Linked DNA regions of Gossypium hirsutum: all the other regions are linked to region 1. A link is a contact called in public Hi-C data. All regions are on one chromosome and are shown on one strand. Each heading gives the region's core, a stretch centred on a gene start, on an enhancer-like site or on the middle of the called end of the contact. The rest is flanking DNA. Distances are from core to core; before and after follow the strand shown. Region 1 holds the start of LOC107896507 (calcium uniporter protein 2, mitochondrial). Region 2 holds the start of LOC107896896 (probable galacturonosyltransferase-like 1). Region 3 holds the start of LOC107896533 (NEDD8-conjugating enzyme Ubc12).

The links. A called contact is a pair of places that touch in the nucleus more often than the background predicts.
Region 2: a Hi-C map of leaf shows a contact between it and region 1, with 3 times the contacts expected there. The contact joins the promoter of LOC107896896 here to the promoter of LOC107896507 in region 1. A contact is called at or near these places in 12 of 34 Hi-C or Micro-C datasets (anther, callus, leaf and 1 more).
Region 3: a Hi-C map of leaf shows a contact between it and region 1, with 2.6 times the contacts expected there. The contact joins the promoter of LOC107896533 here to the promoter of LOC107896507 in region 1. A contact is called at or near these places in 9 of 34 Hi-C or Micro-C datasets (callus, hypocotyl, leaf and 1 more).

What each region holds. Positions count from the first base shown.
Region 1 is chrA11:28,291,160-28,294,582 of Gossypium_hirsutum_v2.1, forward strand. LOC107896507 (calcium uniporter protein 2, mitochondrial) reads left to right here and starts at 1,767. Exons shown (of 2, transcript XM_016821690.2): 1 at 1,767-2,571; 2 at 3,364-3,423. The coding sequence starts at 1,990.
Region 2 is chrA11:28,467,382-28,470,804 of Gossypium_hirsutum_v2.1, forward strand. It overlaps LOC107896896 (probable galacturonosyltransferase-like 1), which reads left to right and starts at 1,567. Exons shown (of 1, transcript XM_041081775.1): 1 at 1,567-3,282. The coding sequence starts at 1,766. The coding sequence ends at 2,821.
Region 3 is chrA11:28,145,923-28,149,345 of Gossypium_hirsutum_v2.1, forward strand. LOC107896533 (NEDD8-conjugating enzyme Ubc12) reads right to left here and starts at 1,691. Exons shown (of 6, transcript XM_016821727.2): 1 at 1,670-1,691; 2 at 1,007-1,120; 3 at 667-775; 4 at 400-478; 5 at 176-292; 6 at 1-95. The coding sequence starts at 1,115.

The DNA.
Region 1 (3,423 bases), core at 517-3,016:
ATTTTTATGTATTTTCTAATTAAGTTGAATGACAGCAATAATAAATAATAATCATAAAAATCATTTGGTACACTAATAATAAAATATTTTGAACTCCAAAAGTTGTATTAAAAAAAGTAACATCTGTCAATCCATTAATTCTTTTTCTTAATATTATACCCATAGAAAGTTAAAAAAAATAAAATTCACAGCGTGTAGAATAACAATCTTAGAAAAAAGATATCAAAATCCCTAAAACCGTAATTTCAACCAAATTAAACTTTATTAATTTATTCATAAATGTGCCCTAAAATAATTTTTATAATCAGTTGGATTTGCTTAAAATATTGTTGAAGAAAACTTTTAAACATTGTGATCCAACTACTTATTTAGGAGTTATCTGGTTAAGTTGATAGGTTAATATTAATATAAAATAAAGTTTTAATATATTATCTTAAATTATGCAGAAAATTAGATGTATTTTTTAAGATGAAAACATTAATCATGTGATTAAATTCTTTTTTATTTTATGTTATCTTTTAAAATAAGTGTTGAATCTAGAATCAAATTTGGTTATGGATCTAATCTAAACCCCAGCATTCGAAGAACAACAAAAAGAAAATCTAAGCACCACATCACCTTCCTATATTTCTTCTTTATCCTTAAATAAATAACATATATTCATGAAGCTGTCTTGAAACATTTACATTACTTAAGCTTCATTTGATGGATAAGGAAAATAATTTTGTCACATTCATTATTATTTTAGTTTCAAATAATATTGTTTTGTACATCTAAATTATTATCATTAGCATTAATCGTTATTAAAATGATTTAAGTTAACATTTTTAAATTTAGATCAAAATAAATTTAGCCACTTTAGAACTGATATGTAAATATTGAATCAATTTGGAATGGTTGAATATATGTTTCTCCCCACAATAAAACCAAAAGAATATGGTCGGATTACAAATGCTTGGGAGGATTTGAGTTAGAATTAGTCGTGAGCTATAATTATGTTAAAATGTTCAATAATTAAGGGATTATAAAGTGAATAAAAAACGAATATTTCAAATTTGTTTTAACCATCAAATCTTTTTCATATTTTATTAACTCCTCAAATGCTTTGACTGTGATACTGTTTTTTTTTTATTATTATTATCTTACAGCCACCAGGTGGCAATCGTTATATCAACTCCTTGACGAAATTTTTGTCACCCAAAGAAAAATAAAATAAAATGTTGAGGATTTATCGTGAACGCAAACAACTTTAAAGATTTTGTTTATTACATAAATACCAAAATATATGTGGCGACACGTTTGTGTGAACGTTTATATTCATCCATCCAACCCCAAAAAGGAAACTTGATTTGCTTTCCACTTCTGTCTTAGCTGCCGTCAAACACACAGAAATTTTCCCATGTAATCCAAACCCTTCTATTTATTCTCACCTTCTAGATTTCTTCCGCTAATAATGTTACACGTGTTCAACAAATCAGTATTTATGAATTACAAAATGAAAGTCAACATCAGGTAAGGCGCGAATGATAAATTTTCATATGATCTGACGGTTCAAAAGGTCATTTGTAGTTCAAGCTCAACCCTCCACGTGTAGTGTGATTAGCTCATGCTCTTCGATATTTCCTCTCGTGAAATCGGTTCTCCAATTTCTCGTTCCGATAAATTGAAAAGAATCGCCCCTAACGAGATGATCCTATAAGCATGCTCGAAAATGTAAGGCAGGGAGTAATCTAAAGTGCGAAGTATGTTTTCAAATCTCTCAAATTCTCGCGTTATTTTCATTCTTTTTTTGTAAATTTCTATTTTTCTGTTTATCTTCCTCCATTGTTGGACCCTATAAAACGGGCCAAAACCTTCATTGATTGTGCCAACACCAAGCGAGCAAAGCTTTCAAATCTTCTAAACTCTATCCCCCCCACCCCAGAAAAAAAAAAAAACAACAACAACAACAACTTTTTGATAATTAGTTAGCTTCTTTAATTTCTAGCAATGGCGTTGAGGAAAACCTTGGCAGAGAAGCTTTTTAATATTTCGAAAATTTCTTCGCAAGCTGTTACTAACTGCCGGATTTCCTCACCGACGGTTCAGAAGCGGATCGCAAGAAAAACGGGGAAAGCAGCAACCGGTATGACGGTGGATCCAGTAGATGCTAAGGGTAACGGCCATGGCATGTTCAGGCGGTTTCTTCATAAAGGATCTATGGCTTCACCGGCGATGAGGAAGTTACCGATGGGGGAGAATTTAATGGAGAGATTAAGGGAAATCGATGTGTCCAGGGATCGCATCCGGTTAGACGGGTTGAGCTCGCACTTGGAGGCGAAATCGGCGGTTTCGGAGCTGCCTGCACTGTCCGTTCGGGAAGCGAAGAAGTTGTTAAAGGTGGCGCAGTTGGAAGTGGTGAAAACGAAGCTGAGAGAGACAGGGAAAATCTGGATTTCTTATTCCGACTTTCTTCGGATTTGCGGAGAAAGTTGTTCGGATCATGAACAAGGATTGCAGTTTGCGAAATTGCTAGATGAATCAGGAACCGTCGTCGTATTAGGAAACATCGTCGTTTTACGATCGGAACAGGTAGATAAATTTTTTTGTCTATTTATTATCTCTTGAAATTTTATATTGAAAGCAGATAAGATCTTATTTATGTTTTGGCTTACAACGATAGCATATATGTATACATTAAAATTACATGCTTATGGTGATGGTGATGAAAAGTAGGTCCCGAATTCAATTCACTTATTATTAGCATTAGAAGCTACCGAAAACTGATTTTCTGGGTTTCTTTTTCTGCTAATTTCAACAGGATTTTTTTTTTACTACAGGTCTCTAAAAACGTATCACATTTGAGATGGTTTCTGAGAATTGAACTGAAGGACCCAAATTTTTTATAAATAAATCCCTCGGATGTTTCTACAGTATGACCACAAATATCACAACTTTTTTTTCACAGTTAATCTCCTGGGCTTTTATAAATAAAGCCCTTGGATGTTTCTACATTTTGTTTTGCATGCATATTCTCCAACTTTTGAGTTGGTAGAGGGCGAGGGGTGATGATGGGAGTTATGTTTTAATGGGCAACGAATTGGGGAAGATGTGTTTGGATGTTTAGATTTGAGGAGATGTACGAAACTATTGAGCGGAAAGGTGGCGTTGTCGAACAAGGAAAATGGTTGGTGGAGGAATAGAGGTTGGAATGGCCTCATATGATAAAGATGGGCTTCAACTTGACCTGACATAAGCATTAATCACTTTTTATTGTTTACTTGCTTTCATCATCCTTCATAGTCATAATTACTGGTACGAATTTGAGTCAATTTTTGTTTCTTTCAAGTTGAGCCAACAGAGATTTCCACTTTGTGACTACAGGTAGCAAAAGCACTTGGTGGTCTAATTCCTTTATCTAGATCAAACCCGAATGATCCCAGA
Region 2 (3,423 bases), core at 317-2,816, 180 kb after region 1:
GGGGTTCTAATCAAAGAATAAAGAAGAGGGGTGTTTAATTAAGAAGGCTGGGGTCATCGTGTGGAGAGAAATAGGGGGTTTGTCATGTGTAGCACATGCAAAGCTTTGCCTTCGGTTTATTTATTTATTTATTAATTTATTAATTGCTTCGTGTAAACTCTATTAATGAAAGAGGGAACCATGCATGTCCCACTCACATCCTTTGTGTTAATAACTAACGGCAACTAACTCATTTGAGTACAATGGAATTCGAAAGTAGCTAGCCCATATATTGTGTTACCTACCTTTTCATATTAATCTTGTAAGCATATAATATAAATTAAGGCCAATTAGGTAAGAAGCTTTATGTTGGCCAAGAAAATCAAGTTACAAGTTTTGTGTAACTCATTTTTTCTCTAAATTGCAATAATACTTTAAAATATCAAAGATGTATGAAATAATAATCAACACTTGGAAAGGCTTATTGGATTCTTGCGAATATGACAAACGATGGCTTTCATAACATTATATTATATGATACAGGAAAAAGGGAGATATTATTATGGAACATGGTGAATATGGGCATGTAATTTTCAAAAAAGAATAAAATAGAAGTGGACGGTTTTAGTAATTATGGGAAGTCGGAGCCCATGTTAGGTCACATACTCGTGACAGAACACAAGAAGAAGTTAGATAAGGCGAGAGTGAGAGGGAAGGCAAAATGTTTAGTTAAGAGAAGCATTTCCCACCAATTTCTTGGTTTCTATGTCCCTATCTCCTAACAAAAGTGAACTTCCGTTTTGTCTTTAATAATTACCTATGACTTGCTTAGGTGGCACTCTATGGACCCACATATTGCAGCCACCTGGACTGGACGACGTTGCCTTGATAATAACTTTAGGACACCGGTAAGCTTCTGCATTTAATTTTTCACGGAATATGTGGATCAAATTAGAGACCAAAAGAATAAAATAATACTATTTTTTTTTTAATATTTTGTTTTTTTGTTACGCTGAACATGCAAATCCTTAGATTGAAGGCAAAAACTCTTGTGCTAGGGCTTTCTCTAGACGCGGATGGCTCAACTAGATCGTTGATAATACGTCGTTGTAAATTCAAGTTAACTACAATCTGCCCTTTTTGTCTATTTTTTTTTATATGGTGAAAAGGAATGAAAACCAAGAAAATTGGAGAAAGAATGTTGACATTATGGGTTCTAGATACAGTAAAAAAGCTAGTTTTAACGTATTTTCTTTCCCAACCTTACCATGTTTAATTAGGAAATCTTGAATGAAAGACATTCCATATTTTACCATAAAACGGAAACTATATCGTAATGACTTGATTTGCTACCATATTTGTACTCATTAAACCCTACTACCATATAAATCACCAACTGACTTGACTGCAATTTTTGTAATTATGTCAATCAATACAAGGAGCATTAAAGAAGAAGGTAAATATATGGTTTTAATTAATTTAATAGATTCATATGATTATTTTTAAGATTTAAAATTTAAATATATGTTGCTTCATTTTCAATATGCGATCTTTTTCTTTATAAAAAGGGAAAAAATTTTGCAACAAGCAAATGTGAAGCCGAAGACTTGAGAGTTTGAATTGTTTCAAAAACCTTTACTTTGGGTGGCTGCATCACCCCTTTTTTGGCACCGTGGGAACCAAGGATCCGTCCCCGCCCCCACTCTTAAAAGGTTAATAAACGTAGTCTAAACACTTTATAGCCCTTTCTTAATTTCCAATATCCTCTTGGATTCCCTCCAACAAAATGCCTAAACCACATGATCACCTCCACCGACACCACCTTCTTCTCCTCCTCTTCCTCCTCATCACTGCCACCAATTCTGCCCCTGCCTCCGCCACTACCACTAATTATCAAAGATTCAAAGAAGCTCCACAGTTTTACAACTCTCCCGCTTGCCCTTCCTTGGACACCAATGAAATGTGCTCCCACCAAGCTGTCCATGTTGCAATGACCCTAGACGCTGCCTACTTACGTGGGTCAATGGCTGCCATTCTCTCCGCCCTCCAGCACTCTTCTTGCCCTCAAAACATCCGCTTCCACTTCATCCCCTCCGCCACCGCCAACCACCACCACCTCCGCCTCACAATCTCCCGCTCTTTCCCTTCCCTCAAGTTCCAAATCTACCCATACGACTCCTCCAAGGTGTCAGGACTCATTTCCACCTCCATCCGCTCAGCGCTTGACTGCCCTCTCAACTATGCCCGCAACTACCTCGCCAACCTCCTCCCACCGTGTCTCAGCCGAGTCGTTTACTTAGACTCCGACCTCGTCCTCGTCGACGACATTGCTAAACTCGCCGCGACGCCGCTCGGAGACCGCTCGGTTTTAGCTGCACCGGAGTATTGCAACGCCAACTTCACTTCCTACTTCACCCCAACCTTCTGGTCAAACCCAACGTTATCTCTAACATTTGCCGGACGCAAAGCCTGTTATTTCAACACTGGGGTAATGGTGATAGATTTGCAAAGATGGCGACAAGGAGATTACACTACCAAGATTATAGAATGGATGGAGCTTCAAAAGAGAATAAGGATCTATGAGTTAGGGTCCTTGCCACCGTTTTTGCTTGTCTTTGCAGGGAATATAGCTCCTGTTGATCACCGGTGGAACCAACATGGCCTCGGAGGAGATAACTATAGAGGATTGTGTAGAAATTTGCATCCTGGTCCAGTTAGCTTACTGCATTGGAGTGGGAAAGGGAAGCCATGGGTGAGATTAGATGCAAACAGACCTTGTCCTTTGGATGCTTTATGGGCTCCGTATGATCTGCTGCAAACACCATTTGCCTTGGAGTCCTAAAATTTTGGTATCTTAATTATTTTTATATATGATTATGTTTTCATATCTAGGCCTGAGATTTTTAGTTGGATGAGGCCATAGAACATACACACAACATAGATTTGAGTGTAAAATTAAGATGTTTCTCTCTTGCAGATGGTGGCAAATGTTGGGGGGGAGGGGGGGGAGGTTTTCAATGTTCATAGACTATACAACAGAGCTTTAACAATCTTACTACAATCTACTTTTTGTTTTCTTTTCCATCTATGTAATTGAAAACAGTATATATAACAACTAAAGCTATAGATCAAGAAGAACAAATTGATTTCAAATTTTATGTTCATCTTCTCTTTTTAATTTCAATTGCTGCTTGATTGTTAAAATCATGAGGTTGTTGAAGACAATATACATGTTCAGTAATTGGTTTCCATTTTCTAACAGTGCCCAGTTTGTCTACTACCTAAATAATTCTTGCAGTTTCTAAATTTGAAGAGGAAGCTTTATCATGGGATACATAGTAATGGGTACAAATAATTTACTATTCAAACTTTTATTATTTATGGTTCTTTATTTTCTAATTTCTCTCCTTTACTTTTGGGGGTTGTTACTGTCCTGCCAAAGCT
Region 3 (3,423 bases), core at 441-2,940, 150 kb before region 1:
GACATAGCCCTCCTCACATTGGATTCAAACATCTTTGGATTATCCCTCAACACTGCAGCAGCTTCATGATTGAGGGGATCCTCATAATTCGGTTCCTGCACACAAAATTCAAAGATTCAGATATCAGATGGCAGCAAATCCACTGAATTATGGCTATAAATATATTAGGCATTACCGTGAAAAGATGATATAAACCATAGATTATAGTGTTTATATTGAGCACCGGTTTCCAATCTTCACGTAAGATGTTAAGGCAAACATTTCCTTCCAAATCAATATTTGGATGGTAGACCTGGATATTCGAGTGCAACATGATACAAGCCGGGTTATAACCAAAAGCATGCGAGACCACAGCATGAATTTAGAAAACAAACATATAAATAAGGTAAGCCAGTCTACCTTGGTCTTGCACTTAACTTTGGGTGCCTCATGTGGATAGACGGGAGAAACTTGAAAGGAGAATAAAAATGTGCCACCGCTGAAACAGCAGCAGCCAATCAGTTTTATACTTGTTATAGCATTATTAATATAAGAAGATGAACGTAAAAAAACTCTTATAAGCATGTCATGTCTTCTCCAATAAACAAAAACTTTAACCAAAAAATTTGTGCTAGAGAGCAAAAGAAAACTTGTGTTAAAATAAGAGGCATGAAAGAAATTCCTTACAAATAATATCCTTCATCGGGGCGAATTGAAACCTCAAAATTCATCAGGTTATCCTTTCCATTTGGAAATGTTATAGCACAAGATTTGGGTAGGTTAAGCTCAGAAATATCTACACGTAGAAAGACAAAATAAAACATGAGAATCACACTAGGATCAAACACCAGATGCGCTTGAGCCAATAGATTCAGTGCTAGAACAACATATAGTTGAATAGATCAGTAAAGCTAAAGAAAATTAGCAGTAACACACCAAAAGCACCAAATCATAAAAAATAATGGATCTCTATCACAGAACTAAAGGAAATTTAAACAACTCAATCCATTATAAATGTGAAGCAAACCTTTGTGCAAACGCAACTCTCCTGGACTTTGCTTTTTAGTAGGAGCTCCCCCATTTGCATTTTCAGCAAGTTCTCTCTGCTTTTCCTTTACTTTAAACAGCCGAATCATAACTCCTACATATATATTAAAATTTAAAGTGAACCCATTCATTTCCATAGCCTTAACATCAAATTCCAGTTACCGCAGCAAAGCAATATCCATTCAGAATCTAAAGATTCAAAACCAAAGCATTAAAACAAAAACATTTGTTCTTAACAAACCCTAACTGAAAAATCTAGCCTTTATTATCAAACTCGATTTCCATACTTTTGAGCTGTTGACGATCAGAATCCATTTTCTTTTAATAAGACCACTCATTTACCTGATCCGAAGTTATTTTAACTAGACTAATTTAAAACTACTTAAAAAAACAAAAGAAGTGCCTCTTTTTTTCCCCATCTTTGCAATAATAGAATTTGAACAACAAAAAGAGATTCAAAATGAAATTAATTCTAGCAGATCATAATTCATGATACAACTAGTTGCAAAAATAGAAGAGATCGTTAAAGAAAAGAGAAAATGAATCTAACAAAAGACTTAAGTAATCAACGCCGATTAAAAGAGCAAGTGAGAAAAAAAGAAAAAAAAAGGTAGTGTGTTGGATTTATGATATTGTAACAAACCTGTTGGAGGAAAAGCCGAAGAAAGAAAAGAAGGAACTAAGGGATCTTTATTGTTTTAAAGAAAAAAGCAGAAACTAAGGGGAAATTGATGAAGAGAAGGGACAAAAGGAGGGGGTTTAGGATATGGATGCCTGAAGGAAAAGTAAAGGAAAGAGAGAGAAAGGAAATGACACGAAAGCTGGAGTGGAGGATGGACCCACTTGTTTTGTTTTTTTCTTTGGTGAAAAACTAGCGTCTGCAGTTTTGCGGCCTTATATTTGTAATCAAACCAATGTGCTTCAAAATTCAACGACATTTCACCTATATTTTTAATATTCACTTGCATTTATTGCGAATCAGTGGGAATACAAAGTATTTTTACCAATCCAATCCCAAGTGTCATTTTAAATTTTGTTGTCTAATTTGATTGTCGAGGAGGAGATCACTTGCCACTGTGATCAAATCATAAATTATTATGCGATGCTCGCTTTAAAAGCCTAAGAGTTGAAGGCTGCGTCACAATCTAGCTTGAGATATCCAGGGGAGTTAGAGCAAGCCCCCCTGAACTCGATGAAACCATGAAAAACATCATTCCCATATTGGATTGGATCCTTTGCTATTCCTTCCCATGTTTACTAATAATTCCATGATATAAAGTTTTGCCCAAGGGAAGAATTTGATACGAAAAGGAGGGGGGAGGGGAGACCACTGGTGGTAGGGAGCTGAGAGAGGGACGGGGAGAGAATTTTTTTTTTAATATTAATATTCAGATTTTCTTTTTCTTTTTTTTCCTTTCAATTCTAAAAAAATGGGTAAAGTCAAATAATGTTTACGTAGGGTTAATCGAGTAACAGTAATTAAGTTTAAATGCTACATTTAACCAAAAAAAAAGGTTTAAGTGAACACATATATAATTTAGAAGGTAATTTTTTAATTAAGTCTTGAAAAAAAATAAAGGATGAGAGGATAGCTTGAGGGGTACTATTTTAGGAAATAAATTACCATATACAATCAATCATGTCATTTATATATAAAAACTTTAATGGTTTTTCTTTTATTTTTTAAAAATTAAAAAAAATTACATTTATTTTTAATTATTATTTAACTTAAATATATAAAATCAATATGATATGGAAACAATGACTATTCCATGACCATAATTTTAGCATTTAATTTGAAACAATATATGAATATTTATCAATTTAAATAAAATTATAAACCATATAATGCTAAGAATTAAAAAAAATTTAATATCTTAAATTTGGAAATAAAGAATGCATAAAATAACTTCAAAAATTAAAGTGCATAAAAGAAATACTAAAAAAACTTATAGGAACGGTCTTGTTATTGGCATGTAATATCTTAAATTTGTGTTATGTGAAAAAAAATAATTTAACAACTGTTATGTCAATACACAATATTATTTAGTATTTTTATTTGATTTTAATAGAATTAAAAGATAAATCTCAAAATTATATATGAATTTTGATTAAATATATAATATTACATAAATTTTTATTTTACATAGTTTTATACATGAAAATTTTTTTATTCAGTTTTCACAAATTAATGATATAATCATCTATATAGAAACATTTTACTTTTACATACAGCATACACAAATAATTATTTTTATCTAATAAATAAATTAATTAATGTATTTATTTTTTTAAATGTATAGAATTCAATCAAAATTAATGTTTTATGTATACGTTTAAATTACAATCAAAATTTCATATGTATGATTACACAAAAATTTATACATCAAAATTGCA